Regions from separate parts of the Pan troglodytes genome. Here region 1 is linked to region 2. The links are chromatin contacts, called in public Hi-C maps. All regions are on one chromosome and are shown on one strand. Each heading gives the region's core, a stretch centred on a gene start, on an enhancer-like site or on the middle of the called end of the contact. The rest is flanking DNA. Distances are from core to core; before and after follow the strand shown. Region 1 holds the start of ITPRID2 (ITPR interacting domain containing 2). Region 2 holds the start of UBE2E3 (ubiquitin conjugating enzyme E2 E3).

Region 1 (3,883 bases), core at 1,043-3,542, 910 kb before region 2:
AAAACAACTTCTCAAACACATTTCTAAGAGGAAACCTGAAAGATACTAGTTTCATCAGATCTCACCCAAAAGGTCCTGAACACGTACATTCAAAATTTCAAGCTTTTAAATTATAGACTATTTTAGTATTTAACAATTAAATGAACCAGTAGCACATTAATACAATTTCTTGATCCATACTTTGAGTGAAGTATCTAATATCTAAGGCTTATCTGAAAACTGGGAGATTGATTTACAGCTAGATTGTAAATCTGGGGTCCAAGGACTTCAAGCAGTGTATTTGCCTCTGTGCATCTTTAAACAGAAGTTATTCCATATATGTCATCATATTTCAGAAGGGTCTATGACACTTCCAATAAAGGGTACGAGTTCTGTAATAAAGAGTGTTCAATAAGGTTCCAGTCGATTCATCAAAACAAGGCATTAATATCATGGTAGCCAATATCTTGTCTGTCTTTAGAGGAGGCAAACTGGCATATGAATCACTTTCCACAACAAAACAAAACAAACTACCCTAACTCTAATATTTGAACAAAATATTAAGAAAATCTAAATTGAGAAAGCAAAAATATGCTCGAAAGCAAACACCAACAAAAGTTTAAAGGCTACATTCCTGATTTTACAACTAGCAAATAAAGTGGAAAAAATAAGAAACAAGTACATTTTGCTGTAGTCAGATTTACGTGCAACATGATTCATCTCCTCTGTATTTTATCAAACATTTTTGTACCAGTTGCCAAAGCACGTAATTAAACAGATTTATGCAGTCTGAATGCTTTTCAAAGTTCTATTCCCTGAGAATTCAGTGCCATCTGACAATTCCATGTTCAAGAAGTAAACTATAAGTACAAAGTTAGCTAGTTTTAATAGCTCCCCAAACAAAAACAAAATTAAAGCCCATTTAGTGTAGTTAGGTAAATCAAACTCGTCTAAAACACATTTGAAAGGAAAATGATTCCGTGCCAGTTGTACAGATGCCAAAACTAAAGCAAAACAAAATATCCTGTGAGATGTGAGAATTCTTTCAAATAAAAACAGAACAAATTTGGCATGATTATCTGTTCTGGATTTCTGATCTCTGATGCTAACACGATGCGTGAGTAGCTCAAGTCCTAACTGTAAAGTCAACACGGTCACCAAATAATCAGCGGTCACAGCACTTCCATTTCTAATCGCTTAGAGGAGGAAGCTATCCGCCGGCTCACTTTCCGGTTTGTAGCTTACAACGGTCGCGGGACCCACAGGGACGCGGCCCGAGTGGCTCTGCTCCGGCGTCCCGTCCGCACGGATCTCCCCCGGGACGCGGGCGGGCCAGGGAGCACTCACCGGCAGTCCTTGAGCCATATCGCGATCTTCTCGTTGGGCACGTTTCCTGGGGGTAGAGAGAGGGGACAGCACGTTACCACCCAGGAGCACTACGACGGCGGAGTCACCCTGGACCCTCCCAAGTAGGAAAATCTACCACGGCAAATGCAGCCTAAGCGACACGTCTCAGTGTCCCTTGGCAGGGAAATCGGATGGCACCCAGTTGTCTGTGTTGACGCTGGGGGCGCCTCGTCCAGCGCGCGCGTTTGAAGGTCGGAAGTGTCCCCTCTCCCCTCGGCCTACCGTGCCCGAGGCTCTCCCAGAACTCGTGGCAGGCGCCCAGGGCGCACGAGACTCTCCCCAGCCCACCAGCCTCCCCCCAGAGCCCGGCCGGGCGCACCGACCTCTTCCCCCCGCTGCCGGCAGCTGCGCGCCGGGGAGGTCCTCCTCCTCGTCCTCCTCCTCGTCCTGCGTCGTCGCTTCTGTGGACAGATCCTCCGTCTCCGACGCTTGCCAGGAGCTGCGGCACTTGGCCCAGGCCTTCCTCCTGCGACTCGCCACTTGCCACTCCAGTTCCTCCTCCGCCTCCGCCGACGACGACAGGGGCCGGTCCATGGCCGCACTGGGGGCTCCGCTACCCCAGCCGGACCCTGCGCGAGACACGGCGGCGGCGGGGACCCCCGCCCTTGCTGTCAGCGCCCGGCCGGGCAGGGGGCCCCGGGGAGCTGAAGCGGGCGCCGGAGGAGGAGGAGGAGGAGGAGGAGGAGGGGACAGGGAGGGAGGGAGGGAAGGAAGGGGAGGGAAGGGGCGGAGGGCCGGCGCTTCACATGAAGGCGGCCGGGCGCGGCGCGGGAGCGCTAGTGGCCCGAGGGAGCGCGGCTGGGAGCCGAGCGCCCGCCCGGCCCCTGCTCCCCACCCCCTGCCTGACGCGCCCGGAGCAGGCCGGCCGCTGCGCGTCTGCGCGCCTTCCCTCGGCGGCGGCCCACGCCCCCTTCCGGCCGGGGGCGCGCGGGGCGCGGTAGGGCGGGGCGCGCCCGGCGCGACGCGGAGCAGGCCAGCCCCCGACTACTGCCCGCGGAATGGGCAAGATTAGTTTGTTAATAATCTTTCCTCCTCTCCTCCTCCTCCTCCCTCACCTAAAAATAGAACGAAAGTGGGGAGGCCAAGTCTCACAAAACATCCCCCGCGAGAAAACAAGTGTCTGCTTGGGCACCCTGAAACATACACTTGAAAGAGTCGCCTGAATGTAGACTCTTTAGTGTCCAAGGAATTGGGGTAAGGACGGAAAGAGGTGCTTGATTGGTGTTGCCAAAATGTCAAAACTGCAAAAGACTAAGCTTCCTGGAGTGCTACTTTCATACTTAAAGTTATTTATCGTGTTTATGTTATGAATGAAAATGAATTGTGAAAGGATATTTAATCTGGAAATTTCACATTGAAGTTGGACTTCGGTGAGGGAGAATAGAGGAAACAATTGGGACAATGTGGAGATAGTTGCTTGGATTTTGGTGAGACAGCATGATACAAGAAACAAATGATGTCAGGGTTCAAAACTTTTTAAAGCCAGCTTTGGCATTCCGTTTTGTTATGTTTAAATTCTCATTAACAAAAAGACTCAAATTCTATCCAAAACCAGACACGATGTGACAGACCTATCAAGCAGCATTGTTCCCCTAAATGTTATGTCTGAACTATACATATAAGTAAGGCTTCCAATATTTTATTGTACTTGGCTATGCTCTGAAGAACAAGTTAGAACACTTTTTAAAATCTTAACGTGATTGAAAAGAATATTTTGCATAGACAAAATATTTTAAGGAAGGAATTATTTTTCATTTGAAATTAAAATCAAGAGCATAGTAAAATTCCTAATGGAAGCATTCGAATTACAAGGTAATTAAGTGCATTGTCATTGATAGCTACAGGAAACCATAACTTTTGGAGAATTTGGAATGAAGAATGCTCTGGAGATGAAATAGTGCCTAGTTTTTGTCCAGGCATTTACACATAAGTCATAGACTACTAAAATAGCACACTGATTTTCCTGCCTTCATTCTTTCCTATCTCCTTTCTAGCGCATTGCTCTAGATTTACAATTCCAAGACATCTTCTAATGGTTTACTAATATTCCCAAGATCAAATCCAAAATCCAGACTAGCTTTCCAGAACCATCATAATATTCTCCTGAGTCTCATCTATGTACTGCCAAATGTCAGGGGAGTTAGAACAGTGATATTAATATCTCTATGGCTTGAAATTTCACTACTAGAAAATCTTTTCTTTGAACCTATAAGACTTTCTCAGCCTTCAAGGGTCCTGTAGTAGGATGCAGCTAACAGTTTAATGGCTCTCCAAAATAGGTCAGAGTCTCGCTGCCTGTGTGGAAGATGAAAAAGAGAATGAATAAAGAAGGTACCTAAGAAGAAGCATTGAAAGGGCTGGTCAAGTGCCACAAAATATGCTGCCTTCAAAGTTTTATCCAGGGTTCTTACGTACCCACCCTGTTCCTCTGCTGCTCCCAGCTTCAATTCTATCATATCTAAGTGCTGTTGCCTACTCTGTCTTTGCTAATTAATTC
Region 2 (4,180 bases), core at 999-3,498:
CATTAAAGAAGATTATGACTCATAAAAGGAAACATCCCCAAAGTACCATCTAATTTGGGTTCACCAAATTTTCCTTGCCAACTCCTTAAACAATCTGTCAGAATGTTAGTCTAATCTCTACTCAAGGACACTCTTAACTGAAGTTACCGAAGTACAGAATTAAGTTTGCTTAAAAGTATAATTCTAGTAATGTTGCTTACATACCACCTAAAGAATGACAACTCACTCAAGTACAATTAAACGGATAATGAAGTAAATATTTCTGAACTATTGCTATTGAGTTAAAACCAACAAAAGCGTCCAACCACCTGGAAGACAACCTGACAAAGTGTGCTGGATCCTTCTTTTACACATTACCTTTTAGCACTAGTGGATAACTTAGCAGTGGTTTTGCTAGAGAGTTTGGTGTTTTTCTTCTGCTGGGTGGCAGAAGGTTTTCTTTCCTCTTGTTCTTCAGGCTCTGGAGCGGCTGGGTCTCGCTGGTCCGCATCTGAACTGCCACTGCTGGTGCTGGGGCTCTCATCATCGGACCTTTGCCTATCACTGGACATCTTGGTGAAGTTATCTCTTGGAAAACTTTTAAAGAGAACGGGAGGAGGAGGAGAAAATGTTAAATCTAGGAAATAAACCAACAGCATTTTCTTCTAGTCATCTAAAATCGTCTTGTAATGAAAAAGCTTCAAAAGTGTTCACACTTATTTCATCGTACAACAGGGGTACAGGGGAGGTGATGTGTCACACAACGCCAGCGTTCAGGGATTTGCCGAACTCAAGTTAGAAAACCCACTCACATTTTTTCCATCTCTTGGACAATCTATCAATTGTCTACTTTCTCAGAAGGCATGAAACAGATTTGCCAAGGAACTTAGGCAACAAGCATTAATAACATATGACACACTGTAAATAACAGATCTCGCTGAAAAATGTTTAAAAGTCACTAATAACGTCTAAATATTTACACATTGACATTGGTCAAAGCTACCAAATTCCCTTTCCGAGAGGAAAACACACCCTGTTAATCGCCCATATGCTTATTTAAGGTGGCGATTCCTCCTCAGTGCACGTAAAGCCTTTAAACACAACACTTGGAAATTTAAAAATCAACTAACGAGCTGCTCTAGCTGTTTCCACGGCCAGCAGCGAAGATTCATCCGGCCAAGACCGAGCTGCCACCCTGGGAAAAGCAGAATTCAAACTGCACCTTCTGCAAAGCTCCCAATGCCACCAAGGTTCCTCGCTCAATTTTTATATCACGGACCGACATTTTGTCCAAAATAACGAAAAAAATATGAAACCCAGAGAAAAAACAAACAAATAAACAAAGCCCCAAGAAGTCCAACAAATTTCCGCGCCCGCGGAGGCGAGCCACGGCCGGCGGCGGCGGCCACGCAGCTCCGCGGCCCTTTGTGGGGAGGGCCGCGCGGGGGCCGCGGGTAGCGCTCGCCGCGCCGGGCGCCAAGTGATGCGAGCAGCCCAGCCGGCCCCGCCGCGGCTCGCGGACACCGGCGGCGCGGGCGCCCGGCGCGAACAAAGCTGCCCGCCCCCGCCCCCTCCCCCACCGCCGCCGCCGCCCCGGCCGCCCCCAACGCGGCCCCCCGGCCCCGCCGCCTTACCTCGGCCGCCCGCCCGGCCCGCTCGCGCGCCGCTACGGTGTGGGGGAGGGAGAGAGAAAAAAACCCTTCCTTAAGGAAATGGAGGCAGCTGTGGGGGGGGGAAGGGGGGGGAGGGAAAAAAAGAAGCCGAGGAGGCTCTGGCCGGGGAGTGTGGAACATTGAAAGTCGGAGGGGGCTGTGCAGTGCCGGGCTCCGGCCGGAGGGTGGCGCCGCCCAGCGCCTTCGGAAAAAAGGGGGGGGTGGGAGCTCGGCTGGGCGAGGGCGCGAGCTCCCGGCGAGGCGGAGGGGACGCGGGAGACCCCCGCGCGCTGTAGCCTCCCGCCGCCGCCGCCCGGCGAGGCTCCTCCCGGCCGCGCAGTCAGCAAGTTCCGAGGCGAGCGCGGGGGGAGGGGCGGGCGCGGCGGCGACGCGCGGGCGCGGCGGCGACGCGCGTGCTCGCTGCTTGCCTGGCGGAGAGGCGCGCGCCGCCGACGCCCGGCGGGCGCGAGCCGTTCCCGCGCGCTCCCGTGCGCGCTCTCCACACCTCCCCTCACCCTGGGGGTGCACGCGTCCGCCCGCGCGCGGCCAGGACAAAGAGCGCGGCGGGGACCCGGCGGGCTGGCCCCTGCCGCCCTTGGCCGCGGAGCCTGTGCCAGAGAAGGCGGGGGAGCGGGCACCGTATCGCGGGGCCGCTGTGCCGCGGGGTGGCTTCCGGCCTGGGCCCGCCTCCGGGGCGAGGCTGCCCATTGGGCTACCCGCGTCCCCAGGGCTGGTTCCATCTCATCCGCCTGCGCGGGGGCCGTCGTGGCTCCCGGGGCCCCAGTACCTGGGCAAGGGCCCTGGGCGCGTGGTTGGGAGTCCCCCGCCGCCCCGGGAGACGGGAGACTAATGGGTGTTGTTGACGAGGCCAGGCACGCAGGCGGAGAAGAGCTGCCACTTGCCCCTCGCGTAAGCTGGAGGAAGGGACAAGTTGGGGTCCTGGGAATTGAAGAGGGTAGAATGTATTTGGAGATTAGGGGAACAACCTCTATTTCTTTTTGGCTCATAGCTTGCAACTGTCGCTGCCAAAGGGAACTGTCCTTCGGATTATTTGAAACCTTAAAAATCCAAAACAGTGTTTAAAATGTCCCGCTCAACATTCTTAAAAGTGAAGGAGAAGAGTTTGGGGTTGGGGGGTGGCGATGAGAGCTAAAACATGACACTTTTCTGCGGGACTCTTCTGTCTTGCACATGAGGAGCCAGTTCTGGAAAGAAAAGTCCTGAGTGATGTTGAGTCAGAATGTCCACCCAGAAAAGCTTTAGGTGGAGATAGTGACAGTTTTGTTTGTTCTACCATTCTTTTTGCAGTCTCCAGGTGGACTCTGCGGTTTTTACCCCGCGGCACAAAGTAGCCAGAATACAAAAACTTCCTGTTTGCCACCCAGACCTTCTCCAGCTACTGAGAACTTGTTCCGGTGATGGAGCCTCAAAGGAATTTGTGGATTCCTCTCCCACAAGTGTCTAGGGGCAGGGGTGCTGTGAGAATGTGCAGTTCACAAAGGGAGCGAGAATGGCAGTCAAAACATGTACAGAGTTAAGGGAAAGAAGAAAAGACTGAGTGAGCCAACTTATTTGCTTACTATTTCTCCTAATAGAAAACTTTTGGTAAAGGCTTGATAGCAACTCTAAAGAGTAAGTTACATTTCCATAATTTTCCAAAGACACAGTCATTCAGTTAACTTTATTGAGGGCTATATGTTGCTAGGTGCTGGACATACACTCATTCAATTGCTGTGTGACTAAAGCCAGGTCTCTACTCTGTGCTAAGAGCTCCTAGTCCAGAAGGGGAACAGTTCATTAAAGTTCGCGAGGTTCATAAGTAGTAAGGATATTCCACTCAGAATGAACAGATAGAATATCTCATGCTTCAAAAAAGATCATGGTCTGTGTGTGGACAAGCATTTTGATTTGGCTGGGTCAAAGAGTGCTTGTGGGAAAAGCTTGTTAGTGAAAATAAAAGCAGAATTTTCCCCCAGCTTTACACGATGTGATGTTACAGCAAAAGCCAGCCAATTTGGAGTTGAAGCTTTGCTTTGTTTGGAATGGGGAGACAGAAAAGGAAAGCTGTATGTTAAACATGGGTTCTTTTAGGAAATTTAAGAACAGAAATAGCCTGAAGGCCCAAAGGCCAATTGCTGATAGGATTTAGTGGGGTAAGGAGCTTAGGGGAGAAAGATATTTAGTTGTTTGGTAACATCTTCTACAGAAGAAATAGTATTGGGTTGAAAAGCCAGGGAAGTGTATTCTAATCCTCATTCTACGAAGTTCATATGACCTCAGGCAAGTTAAGTTATTTCAATTACTTTTATGTAAAAGGAGATTGTATCAAAGGTTCTAAGTCCTCTCCTGCTCAAAAATTCCATGATTCCGTGATTCTTTGGCGAATTTGAAGTCATGGAGTTTAACTTAACATTCACCCAACAGAATATTTAGGATCTACTAACTGCTTGGGAAACTGGAGTGAAACATGGGTCATCCTCTTAACCAAGCTCAATTGTGCAGTGGGGCAGCCAGAAATGTAGCCTGCAGAATGAGAAGTGCTGTATTAA

Evidence for each region. A called contact is a pair of places that touch in the nucleus more often than the background predicts.
Region 1: a Hi-C map of stem cell-derived neural progenitor cells shows a contact between it and region 2, with 5 times the contacts expected there. The contact joins the promoter of ITPRID2 here to the promoter of UBE2E3 in region 2. A contact is called at or near these places in 1 of 7 Hi-C or Micro-C datasets (stem cell-derived neural progenitor cells) and 1 of 1 datasets of contacts at active chromatin or transcription factors (stem cell-derived excitatory neurons).

The regions. Positions count from the first base shown.
Region 1 is chr13:83,922,687-83,926,569 of NHGRI_mPanTro3-v2.0_pri, reverse strand. ITPRID2 (ITPR interacting domain containing 2) reads right to left here and starts at 2,292. Exons shown (of 16, transcript XM_063790623.1): 1 at 1,710-2,292; 2 at 1,327-1,372. The coding sequence starts at 1,920.
Region 2 is chr13:83,014,902-83,019,081 of NHGRI_mPanTro3-v2.0_pri, reverse strand. UBE2E3 (ubiquitin conjugating enzyme E2 E3) reads right to left here and starts at 2,248. Exons shown (of 6, transcript XM_016950121.4): 1 at 1,614-2,248; 2 at 358-576. The coding sequence starts at 551.